2 separate regions of the Mus musculus genome follow, and region 2 is linked to region 1. Evidence: chromatin contacts called from public HiChIP or PLAC-seq data. All regions are on one chromosome and are shown on one strand. The core of a region is the stretch at or near the end of the contact, and the rest is flanking DNA. Distances in the headings are between cores, read along the strand shown. Region 1 has its middle 5.3 kb from the start of Fcgr1. Region 2 overlaps Polr3gl (polymerase (RNA) III (DNA directed) polypeptide G like).

The links. HiChIP or PLAC-seq counts read pairs in DNA pulled down with a chosen protein or histone mark.
Region 2: an H3K27ac HiChIP or PLAC-seq map of embryonic stem cells shows a contact between it and region 1, with 5 read pairs. The contact joins two enhancer-like sites. A contact is called at or near these places in 9 of 39 promoter capture datasets (the 3T3-L1 cell line, the C10 cell line, cranial neural crest and 6 more), 6 of 115 datasets of contacts at active chromatin or transcription factors (bone marrow-derived macrophages, embryonic basal ganglia, embryonic stem cells and 1 more) and 1 of 9 other capture datasets (adipose tissue).

What each region holds. Positions count from the first base shown.
Region 1 is chr3:96,296,151-96,302,417 of GRCm38.p6, forward strand. No RefSeq gene overlaps it. Among named protein-coding and RNA genes, the nearest start is that of Fcgr1, 5.3 kb to the left of the region's middle. Within about 2 kb of position 4,746, at least 63 of the 459 cell types and tissues checked have an H3K27ac peak or open chromatin away from gene starts, as enhancers often do. A contact at or near this core is called in adipose tissue and bone marrow-derived macrophages, where this site is marked.
Region 2 is chr3:96,572,596-96,578,809 of GRCm38.p6, forward strand. Polr3gl (polymerase (RNA) III (DNA directed) polypeptide G like) reads right to left here. Exons shown (of 8, transcript NM_027241.4): 8 at 5,277-5,993. The coding sequence ends at 5,907. Among named protein-coding and RNA genes, the nearest start is that of Gm15441, 8.9 kb to the left of the region's middle. Within about 2 kb of position 4,311, at least 381 of the 459 cell types and tissues checked have an H3K27ac peak or open chromatin away from gene starts, as enhancers often do. A contact at or near this core is called in adipose tissue and bone marrow-derived macrophages, where this site is marked.

The DNA.
Region 1 (6,267 bases), core at 3,496-5,995:
GACTGGAGAGATGGCTCCGCTGTTAAGAGCACTGACTCTTAAAAATGTTGAAGGTTTCTACAGTGAAACAATGCAGGGGCTGACGAGGTGGCTCCGCAGGGAAGTACACGGACTGCTCTTCCTAAGGCTGTGTATTTGACGTCCAGCACTCACATGGTAGTTAATAACTACCTGTAACTCCAGTTTCATGGCGCTCCAACACCCTCTTGCAGCCTCTGTGGGCATCAGACCCATACACAGTACACAGAGGTACATGCAAACAAAACACCAATACATGTAAAATAAGAACAAATAAGGTGGGGTTTTTTTTTTGTTTGGTTTTTTTTGGTTTTTTTTTTTTTTTTTGGTTTTTCCGAGACAGGGTTTCTCTGTGTAGCCCTGGCTGTCCTGGAACTCATTTTGTAGACCAGGCTGGCCTCGAACTCAGAAATCCGCCTGCCTCTGCCTCCCGAGTGCTGGGATTAAAGGCATGTGCCACCACACCCGGCTACAGATAAGTATTTTTTAAGAAGAAGAAGAAGACATTAAAGACGCCGGCAAGCAGAATGTTATCTCATGCTGATGGGCCATGCTATTTACTATCTGTTAATTTGGAAGAGCTATCCAAAGTGATCTACAGATTCAAAGCAATGACAATTTTCATAGAATGAGAAAAAATAAGTCCTAAAATTTTTATGGAGAAAGAAAAGATCCTGACGAGGCAACCCTGACCAATCCCGGAGGCATTACAGTACTTGGCTTCAAAATCATGATAACAAAACCAGCATTGCACAAAAGCAGACATATAAACCAATGGAAAAGAATATAGATCCAGGAAATAAATCTGCACAACTTCAATCAACTCATTTGTGTGGACCAAACTGGATACTGGATAGTCACATGTAGAATTTAAACTGGGCCTCCGGTCTCTCGTTCTGTACAATAATCAACCATATATATAATGTAAGCCCTGAAACTTTGAAACTCTTGGTAGAAAACAGGGCAGTGCTCTAATATATTGGCTAGGACTTTGGCTGCTCAGAAACAAAATCAGTATCAACAAACCGGATTGTGACGGTTTCTCTTGACTGTCTACTCCATTGGTCTGAGAGCTAGGAAACTGGTATAGCATGCACTGAGGGTGTCTGGGGGGGGGGGTGCTCACAGAGACTAGTTTCTTCTTTCTTTCCTTCTTCTTTCTTTCTTCCTTTCTTTCTTCCTTCCTTCCTGTGAGGGGTTGGAGGCAGGAGGTTCAAGACAAGGTTTCTCTGTGTAGCCCTGGCCATCCTAGAGCTCCTTCTGTAGACCAGGCTGGCCTAAAACTCAGAGATCTCCCTGCCTCTGCATTATTTTTAACTCCCAAGTTCACTAAAACAGAGGTTCTCAACCTGTGAGTCTCTACCCTTTGTGGGATCAAAGGACCCTTTCACAGGGGTCGCCTAAGACCATTGGAAAACACAGATATTCACATTACAATTCATAACAGTAGCAAAATTACAGTTATGAAGTAGTAATGAAAGTAATTTTATGGTTGGAGTGGATTAAAGGGTCACAGCATTAGGAAGGTTGAGAACCGCTGCATTGAACATAGGCAGCTCTGGTGGCATACGGCTATAATCCTAGCACTGCCTTGGGAGGTAGAGGCAGGGGGATCCGGAGTTAAGGTCATCCTTGGCTACACAGTAAATTTGAGGACAACCTGGGCTACAGGAGACCTGTCAACAGAGGGGAAAAAAACTAAGGATGTATTTCCCAGAAAAGGGAACACAACCATCTCTACAGCATCTGCTATTAAATCTGGGGTTCAAAAGTCAATCTCGGGGGCGGGGGAGGGAAAAAAAAAAAAAAAGAAAAGTCAATCTCAAACCGGGCAGTGGTGGTGCACGCCTTTAGTCCCAGCACTCGGGAGGCAGAGGCAGGCAGATTTCTGCATTCGAGGCCAGCCTGGTTTACAGAGTGAGTTCAAGAACAGCCAGGGCTGCACAGAGAGAAACCCTGTCTTGGGGGGAAAAAAGGAAAGGAAAAAGAAAAAAAGAAAAGAAAAGAAAAAGAAAGTCAATCTCACATAATTATATTTTTTCACCAAGATCCATCTGAGGATAAGAAGAGCTGTAAGGAGGAGCCAAGTGCACAAAGTCAACTCTAACCTCTACCCTAGACACATCATCACACACCCACACACACACATGTGTGTGTGTGCACAATAATAAATAAAATAAAATCAGGTAAGTGAAAACACTTCAACCTATGTTGTTCATGATACCTTTTCAAAGAATCAACGTTAGATTCAATAGGTTCTATTTTTTTATACCTTGGCTTTTCTGTTTTACTTTCCTATTTGTGAGCCCATCTTTATTACATATTGAATTTCTATGAAATTAGGAGGCCCATTAAATATCACTTGGCTTAGCTTCAGAATGTTTTAAAATGTGAAATGCTGACTTTGCAGTAAGTTGCGTTGTTAAGTACGAGGAGCTGTGAAGTGTGGACTTTGTGGTAGGTTGTGTTAGTAAGTATGTGGAGCTGTGTCTATATCTGTATCTGGTCAATTCTTCTTTTCTTTATGGGGTTTTGATAATTTTCTCACATTTGGACTCGGTATTCCCACAAAGCTATTTCTGAGCACTTGGGGATTTAATTAGCATACAAAGAAACAGGCTTCATTAAATCTTCACACACATTTTCTTTTTCCTCACTACTTGTGGTTCCCTCCCGCCTCCTCCTGCTGGACCCTTTGCTCCCTTACCAGCTTCTCTTGCAGCTACTAGCGTTCTGTCTCTGCAATCCCTGCCCCTTTCTAGCTCCTAGTCAAGACTCCTCCCCACCTCCACTTTCCAGTTTTATGACCTGTTTTAATTAACTTTGCTTTTATCTTTCTTGTGCTGTCCCTGCTTCTGTTTGGGATTCTGTCCCATCCTTTTGTTTTGTTTGGTTTGCAACAGGGTCTTGCTATGAAACCCAGGTTAGCCTCAAATTTACAGTCTTCCCACCCCAGCCCCTCAAACGCTTGCATGACAGGTATGCAATCCGATCCACCTGGTTCATTTCTACTTCAGTCCTTTACTTACAGGGTTAATTCTAACCTTCTTTCATTTCTAATATGATGAGTTTCCTTTTAATTTCTGTTTGAGTTATACCCATTCTATAACCTATAGATAGGCTCTCTTACCATTTTATATATAAATACTTAAGACTACCTTACCCTTTCTGCTGTGTTTCTATTTCCATTTCCCTCTTCCTTCCCTTTCCTGAAACATGCAGAATGTTACACACTATTCTATGGTGATTTTGCCAAAAGTGCACCAGGGATGGTTTATATAAGAATTAGAAGAAGAAAAAAGAATTAGTAATGGTGATAATCCTGAGGATGAAACCCTCAGAGAGGAGCCCACCACCACCATGTTTAAGCTCTGGATACTGGCAACAGAATTATTACCCAAAGTCCCTGGCCATGGAAGTCTAATGTAGGTTTTGTTGCTTTTGAGACAGTTTCAGGTAGTCCAATCTGGCTTCAAGCTCCTTGTGTAGCTGAGGCTAGCCTTGAACTTCTGAGTCCAGGGATTACCGGTGAGCGCCATCATACCTGACTCAGTATGTCTGTTTGATCCTTTATTTTAATTATGTGTAAGTGTGTGGGTTTGTGTGTGTGAGTACAGCACCCACAGAAGCCAAAAGAAGGCATCAGAGCCCCCAGAGCTGGAGTTACAGCTGCTGTGGGCCACCTGAAGTGTGTGTGGGAAGCTGAGCTCAGGTCCTCCACTGAGCAATCTCTTTAGCCCCCTGGATTGGTTTTTTGTTTTTTTTTGGGGGGGGGGGTGGGATTTGGGTGTTTTGTTTTGTTTTGTTTTTTGAGACAGGGTTTCTCTGTGTAGCCCTGGCTGTCCTGGAACTCACTCTGTAGATCAGGCTGGCCTTTGCCTCGCGAGTGCTGGGATTAAAGGCGTGGCCACCACGCCTGGATAGTTTTTTGTTGTCATTGTATGGGCTTTTGTTGTTTGGTTTTACTAGAGGCTTTTTTTTTAATCATCTTTCCTTCAAACGATCTCAACTATAGAGAACTATTCTGTGAATCATCTTTCCTTCAAACGATCTCAACTATAGAGAACCCATCTGTGAAAATGCCGGCTATGGTGTGTGTGTGTGTGTGTAGCATATATGTGTATATTCAAAATGATTATAAACTGTTCAACATTGGATGGTATATACAAGAAAAATAACCTGCTTTAAGACACCATAGCCCAAAATCTCTAAGACATTTTCTGCCGGCAATGGAGTTCTGTCCTTCATAATATTCTTAGGATTTTACGAATGGATAAAGCTGATGATGTTCTCTGTAGAGCGACCTATGGGAAGAGACTTGGAGGAATCGTGAGGGAACTTCACTGTAAATGAAATCAGCTGTTTGAAGCGAAATTTACAGTGCAGAACTATTTCAAAGCTTCCATTAGTGAGCCCGCTGACAACCCAATCACAGTCCCTCCAGCAAACAATCCCGGCAACAAGCACCCTTCGTCCTGTGGCCAATGTCTCTGAACTTCAAAGCACTCTCAGCTCACAGAACTAGGATGGCTAAAGCATTCGGCAAGACTTTGCTGTGAAATAGTTATTTGGGGAGAAGTTTGTACTCGGAGCGTCAGTAGGAATGCACACAGCGGAGCACTACCCTGCGGTCTCCGCGGTGGCTTTATTTTGTAAGAGTGTGGATAAGGTTGACCCTTACTCATGGTCTGACTTGTTCCTTACCGCCACTGCTCAGTTTCTCTTCCCCTAGTCTAGCCTCTGGACTGGTACTTAGCAGGAAGTGAAAATGAATCTCAACGGAGAGTCAGGGATACAGAAACGAAACGAAAGCAAATCCATCCTGAGGAAGCGGAGCGCTAACATTTCTGGTCTACTACAATCCTCTCACTGCGCCAATGTCGTATGTGACATAAATAAAACTCAAATAAGTTAAGCAGCTTCCTCATGGTCCAAAGCGAATGAGGCTGTGAGATGTTAGAGACGTCCCTGCTGATTAACTCTGAGCCTGCTTCTTTCTATACAGAGCTTCAGCAAGGTGGTCGCAGGCAACCAGCAGCTTTGTTACGCAGAGTAGAAGGGGGCCAAATTCAGTCAGAGCTGGGCACTCTCTGCAGTAGGGACCAGAAGAGGATCAAGAAATAAGACATTTCTATCTTCTTGCTGGCTCAGCACTTTAAGGACAGTCGACGTTGTATGTCTTCTGACTTTTTAGGAACTGAGTACGGCCGTCTTGTACTCCAATGGGGATTTTCTTCATAGCTATAGCTTAAGACAACGAGGTGAAACTAGTGACTGAGATACAGCTAGGACTCCAGGTTTTTCTTCTCTCTTGCTTCCAGGAAAATGCTACGATATTGGTATAATGTAAGACGCAGCTTATGTTGAAGTGAAACACCACTCTCTGGTGAGTGTTTTCTCAGTTTGACACAAGCCAGAGTTATCTGAGAAGAGAAACCTCAATTGAGAAAATATCACCATTGGATTGCCTGTAAGGAAGCCTATAAGGCATTTGACTGATGGATGGATGGATGGATGGATGGATGGATGGATGGATGGATGGATGAATTGATTGATGTGGGAGGGGCCAGCTCGCTGAGGGGCAGTGCCACCCTGGGCATGTGGACCTGAGTGGTATAAGAAAGCAGGCAGAGCAAGCCATGAGGACCAAGCCAGTAAGCAGCACTCCTCCAGGGCTTCTGCTTCCATCCCTGCCCTGTCATCTCTTCATGAAGGACTGTAACTGTAAAGTGAAATAAGCCCTTTCCTCCCCAAGTTGCTTTTGGCCATCTTTTTGATCACAGCAACACAAGGTAAACTAAAGTAATGGCCCTGCCTGGAAGCAAGGGGGTAACTGCATCTATGCCCACTGCTGGGACCCAAGGCTTGCATGGGACCCTTTCTCCCTAGCCGTAGCACATATGAGGGGATGGGGAGAGCTAACGTGGTTCCTAGGTTGTGTTCAAACTCTTTCGCATGGCACTAGTCACTGTTAGACCCAAGTCTTTCTACCTTGGAGGCATTGCTGTAACACATTCCATACATCTGTCCTGACTCAGAAGTCAACAGCAGCTGCCACATTAGACAAACTGGAAGTCTGTGAGAGCAAGGACTGCCTGGATCCTCACGCTCCCCACTTGCTTATGGCAATCGGTTCAGCTCAGAACCCTCCCTAGGAGACACTATTTTTCAAATGTAAGACGTTCCACACCCCTCTCCTTCAAGCCCCTGGGCTTTAAGGGCAATTTCTGTCTCATACTCAGATAGATT
Region 2 (6,214 bases), core at 3,061-5,560, 280 kb after region 1:
CCTTTAACCCCAGCACTCGGGAGGCAGAGGCAGGCGGATTTCTGAGTTCGAGGCCAGCCTGGCCTACAGAGTGAGTTCCAGGACAGCCAGGGCTACACAGAGAAACCCTGTCTCGAAAAACCAAAAAAAAAAAAAAAATCGTAAAGAAGATTTGGAGGTGGCTCAGTCAGCAAGGTGCTTGCTGGGGAGGTGGCTCAGTCAGCAAGGTGCTTGCTGTGTGCAAGTTTGAGGACCTATGAAGTCCCTGCAATCCTAGGACTGGGGACATGGACACAGGCGGGTTGCTGAGATCAATGTCCAGCCATCCTACTTCAAATGCATACAAGGTAGACCATACACAAGGAATAGCACTTTAGGCTGCTTTCTGTCCTTTATACTTATAGACATGCATGAGCACACATATGCACACGGACAAACGGAAAAACTCACATCAAGATAGGAATAAACCAAGTGTGGTGGTACACACCTATAATTATAGCACTTTAATTTGGTTTTATTTGGGTTTTTTTTTGGGGGGGAGGGGAGGGGTTGGTGGTTGTTTTTGTTGATTGGTTTGTTTGTTTTTCCAACAAAGGCTCTCACTATGTAGCTCTAGTGGTCCTGGAATCTACTCTGTAGACCAGACTGGCCTCTAACTCACTCAGAGATCCACCTGCCTCTGTCTCCCAAGTACTGGGATTAAAGGCATGAGCCACTGTGCCTGGCAATCCGAGCACTTTGAAAGCTGAGGCAGACAGATTATTACATGTCTGAGATTAGCCTGCAATCCACAATGAATTCCCTGTCTTAAATAAAATAAAAACAAAAGCAAACCGGAAGTAGTGGTGTGTGCCCGGAATCGCAGCACTTGGGAGATGGAGGCAGAAGGATTAGGAGTTTAAGTGTTACATGATCAAGTTTAAGGCCAGCCTGGGCTCCCCAAGACCCTGTTGGGAATGAACAAAGCCAAACACACACATGGGTTTAATCCTCCTGGCAGGCACTGGTACCGCAGGGTGCTGGGGACAGGGTGAATTTGGATGTTTCTCCCTCTTTACCATAAATCCAGAGAGGGAGAAGCATAGGGCTGTGTCCACTGGGGCGGGGGGGGGGGGGGGGTCTGAGCTGTAGGAAGCACAGCCCATAGCTGATAGTCCTGGGACATGAGGCGGTTTGAATAGAAAATAGCCCAGACTCTATGATCATGGAAAACCTTCACCCCTCTGGTCTGGGGTGAGGTCAGTGCGTGCCTGCTAACTCCCACTGGGGTAGCTATAGCTAGGCAGCAGACAGAAGAGACACATTACATCCTAAGGATTAGGCGAACCATTTTTGCTGATAATACTCGAAACTAGAATTCTGCGTCGGGATTTCAAATTTCTATGTTTGTGATTTCCTTGGGGGGAATGTGAGTCTCAGTAGGGGAAAAGTCAATGGAGAAAAGGTCACACTAGCCTGGGTCAGATTACATAACAGAACTATTCCTGTCGAGCTCATTTATCTCCTCACCTCTGGCCAGACGTGTTTAAGGACAGATAGGAAGGACCTGTATCTGCAGCCGCTTCTTTGGTCTGAAATCTCTGTGGTGTCCTTGATGTGACTCCGGACTCGCAGGTCGTAACCTTGAACTCTCGGTTATAAGGTTTTCCTGCTTTCTTACTAGTTGTGGGAGTTGCTGGTCCCCAGCTACCCTGGCTGCAAAGGTTCTTGGAAACAACTGGCGATGTGCCTGAGGTATCTTTAGCTTGCCTGGCCGAAAATAAGGTGAGAAGATCAAGGAGATCGAATGACAGCTTGGCCAAACGGGCATGTCCCGCCATTTGTAGGACAAAGGTTGGAGTGACCACTGGGGATCAGTTGTGCTGTCTCAAAGACAAAATGTCATACAAATCAAGTCAGATGTGAACTCTGCCCTGCCTGGACTCCTGCTTTTACTGGCAGGTGACCTTGTTGGACCAAGCAAACGTCTGGAGTCCCGGTTCCATTTGTACCTTTACAAGTGAGTCTACACCAACCCTACTGTGGAGTAGGGGGTCTCAGGAGACAGCTCATGTATCAGATTCGTGTACCAGACATGAGACTGAGGCATGGGGGGGTCATGACACAACATTCCAAGGGTACAAGACTATGGAGTAAAGACACCAAAGCCCTGGGGTGATATTTTGCCTATCTGAGATGACAATTGTTCCCCTTGACTTAGCTTCTTCATTTCTTTTTTCTTTCTTTCTTTCTTTTTTTTTTTTTTTTTTTTTTTTTTTTTTTTTTTTGGTTTTTCAAGACAGGGTTTCTCTGTATAGCCCTGGCTGTCCTGGAACTCACTCTGTAGACCCACTTCATGCCCAGCTTCTTTTTCTTTTATTTCCATTGAGACAGTGTCTCCTGTGCCCCAGCTTGGACTCAAATTTTCCATAGAACCAAGGGTTAGAGGCATACGCTTTTATGCTCAGTTCTGTAGTGTTAGGGATAAAGTCTAGGACTTTGTGTATGCTGGGCAAGTGCTCTGACTACTGAGCTACACCCCCAGTTCACACCCTGCTTTATTCTCTACCAGCCCACACCCTTCTTTACTTTCAAAGTTCAAACAACCATAAAAGTAAGTTGCAGAAACCAACTACCTTTCCCTTACCAAACCGCGGTGCCTAATCGCTCCATCCACCTGCCTTCTGGCCTTCAGTTTTCTTTGTTCTCCACTCTCAACCTAAATTTGCTGCATCCAGATCTCTATTTGGTCCTCTCTTAAACCACATGAGTCCTTGCACCTGTTCACCGACTCCCCATTTCACGGGTCCTACCTAAGGAGGTGAGGCCTGGGAGGGTAGGTGTGGAACATGGGTTAGGTTTTCCTGCTGTAAAATCTAGTCTGCAGTCCAGGCATTGGAGCAATTTAGACAATAAGAACTGTTCCTAATGGGTATTATGTACCTGGGTGGCAAACACTGACTAGGTCTATGTAAATTAGTAGGCCAGGCCTCAACTGCTGTGCTGCCTGCCTCTCCAGGAAGAGCGGCTTTGACCCTGTCTGCTGGACCCAGGCTCCAGCCTCTGCCTGTTTGGGAGTGCTTGTGGGAAGTTGGGGAAAGGTCAGTGGACATGGTTTAGCTATTGCCTGGAACCAATTAGGAATTTGGGGAAGCTGCTGTGTCTCGTGTCACTGGCTTTGTCCAACAAGGTCACCTGCCAGGGAAGGCAGGAGTCCAGGCAGGGCAGAGTCCAAGAATGACTTGATATTTATGACACTTTGTCTTTGAGGTAGCATGACTGATCCCAAGTGGTCATTCCAACCTTTGTCCTCCTTTCTCCTGCGCCAGGGGAAAGGCAACGTGAAGGGACGGAACTGTGGAAAGATGGGTGGGGACTAGTGTCCTGCCCTCCTTTACCACCTTTAGTTCGGGATCTTTGGTCCCACCACCAAGTTCCCAGGGATGTGAGTTGGCTCATTCGGTGCTTGCCTCCAAGCCTTGCATGTGAGCCCCCAGACCCATATGGCAGCAGGAGAGTACTGACTCCAGCAGGCTGTCCTCTGGGCTCCCCACACACGCCATTTTGTACACCCTTGGCCAAATAAATGAAATGTTAAAAAAAAAAAAAAAAAAAAAAGAGGAGCATCAGGTGGGCTAGCCTGTGGCAGTGTCTCTCAACATAGACCTGGACTTAAGTAATGAGGGTTAGGATGGTGTCTCCCCTCCACTGTGTGTGCACGGGACAACGTAGGAAAAGACAACAGGTAAACAAAACAGAACCAAACCGTTCAGGATCTTTGTTTTCGGCTGTTTCCTCCCTAGCTACAGTCGCTGGCTGTAGAACTGTGGGAAACCCCAGGGACAAGTCTCCTGGCCCCGCCCTTCCCTCACCTCGGAGAGCTAGAAAAGGAAACACATCAATCACCACAAATTGCTCAATAACTCTGGAATGTTCGCTTCTATTCCTGTTCCCGGCTCTGCTTTCTTGGCTGGGCTTCTATCCCAACACTTGCTACCACATTTAAACGAGGCCTTGAAGGCGCTTCTCCTCCATGGAGTCTAAGCCCCTCTTTGCCCTGTACAATGGGGTCAGAAATACCTGACCTTGGATTTCGGTTCTCTAACCCACGATGCTGTAGGAAATTCGGTCGGCCTGTCTAAAAGCGATTGGGAAGCTTATTGGACGCTTCTCACACAGTCCATCCTTAGACTATGAAATGCTCAGTGGGGCCTCCCGTGGTAGCACGGCAGATGTCTCTGCAGGTCTCCTTACTCTGTTTCTATACTGGACACGCAACTTACTCGTGGCTGTGGCATGGCAAGTGCATGCAACCAATCAGCTCGAGGAAGCCTTCCTTAGAAGCCAATCAGAGGCCAGGGAAGTGACCTCACCCAAGGGAGCGCTGTGTGGGCGAGGAAGCCTCTCTTAGAGCTGAGTGTCCCTAAATCACTCCCTTCCTCCCCACCCTCCTTACTTCCTGGAAGATAACACCGCCTACCCCCTCCCCAAAGTGGAGTGAGAAAGGCTAACTTAATTCCACAAAGGAAAGAACAACAAAAAAGAAGGAGCTGCAAGCCACACCCCGGCTGTCTGTAGAGAACAGTATATTTAGGGAGATCCTAAATATGCCTTTCAAAGTGGGCTCTCCAGGTCCTGGAAGACGGTAAGCTGAAAGCAGTGAGTCACTCCTCTCTCCCGGCCCCTGGCTTTCTGGACTCCCTGCACAAAAATAGCTGCAATCACTCTTTGTAAATAAGGACACCATCAAGGTCAAGTGTGAGAAAGGAGAGGGCTGGTGTCCTGGTAAATGTGCCTGACTATGCAGGCTCATGTCCCTGTGCTGCTGGAGGCCAAAGGCTAGGGTAGTCTGTGGGCGAGCCTATGCTTTCCCCAGCGCTGCTTTCAGACAGCATTGCAGATGAGTTCCTGAATGTCCTCCAAGGGAGAGCTGAGAAGTAAAGGTCAAGGGTCAAGGCGGTCACACACACACACACACACACCCGTGTCACACTGGACACGCAGAGATTTGACACTGGTGGCACAGACCTGGGACCACAGCTAGGGAGGCTGAGACAGTTTCAGGCCTGTTTGGGCTACAGGGTTAAGTTCAAAGCCAACTTAGGCAACTTAGCAAAAGCTCTGCCTAAAAATTCTAAAGCAAATATATAAAAAGAGATGGGGGCATGGCTGAGTGATGGAACACCCGTTTAGCATTTGCATGGCTGTAAATTCAGTCCTCTGAAAGGGGGCGTGGCAGGGGTAAGAATGGCTTGACTGGACACCCCCTCAGCCTTGCCTCCGGCCCTTTCCCAGTACACATCACTCTGTTAGACATGTTAGACAGATACAAACATTTTATTTAAAAGTACAAAACAGGCCTTACTCCTCTTGACTGTTCCCACCCCAAGTCTCCCCTAAACTGTCAACGGCTGCGCATCACAGCCCCCAGGGATCACACAGGTCACCTGGATTCTAACCAATTTTTTCTCAACAGAAGTAAATGCTAGTAAGTCTGCTGTGGTGGCGCGTCCCTGTAATCCCAAGGCTTGGGGGGGTGGGGGGGGGTCCAAAATTCAAGGCCAGCCTCAGCTACATACCGAGTTCCAGGCCAGCTTGAGCTACATGAGATCTTCTCTCAAAAAACAATAACAAAGCTGGGCATGGTGGCGAATGCCTTTAATCCCAGCACTTGGGAGGCAGAGGCAGAGGCAGAGGCAGGCGGATTTCTGAGTTTGAGGCCAGCCTGGTCTACAGAGTGAGTTCCAGGACAGCCAGGGCTACACAGAGAAACCTGTCTGGAAAAAACAAACCAAGCCAACCAACCAAAACAAAACAAAACAAATAACAAAAATAGGAAAACCCCTAAGTACATAGGGATATTTAGTTCCTGTATCTCAAATCAAGAATGATATATGGGCCCAGGTTTTCAGTCTATGGCCCAGGTTTTCAGTCTATGCCCAGGTTTTTCAGTATATGGCCTCATCCATATTGTCATCGCTGTCCCCTCCAAAGTCCTCTCCATTGTCAAAATATGACATGATGTAATCAGTTTCCTGAAATGTAAAAAGAAGCAAAGATCAGGGGTGATGTCAGAGTTTTCTTCTCTTTGTCTCCAGGCTCTTTCTTCTCACACACACCTTTCCAGGTCTGGGACACCTCTACCTGCTGTTACATTCATTCCTTTTCATGCGTATAGGTGCTTTGACTGCATGTATGTGTATACTGCTTTCGTGCTAGAACCCTCGGAGGCCAGACAATGGCGTCAGATGCCCGG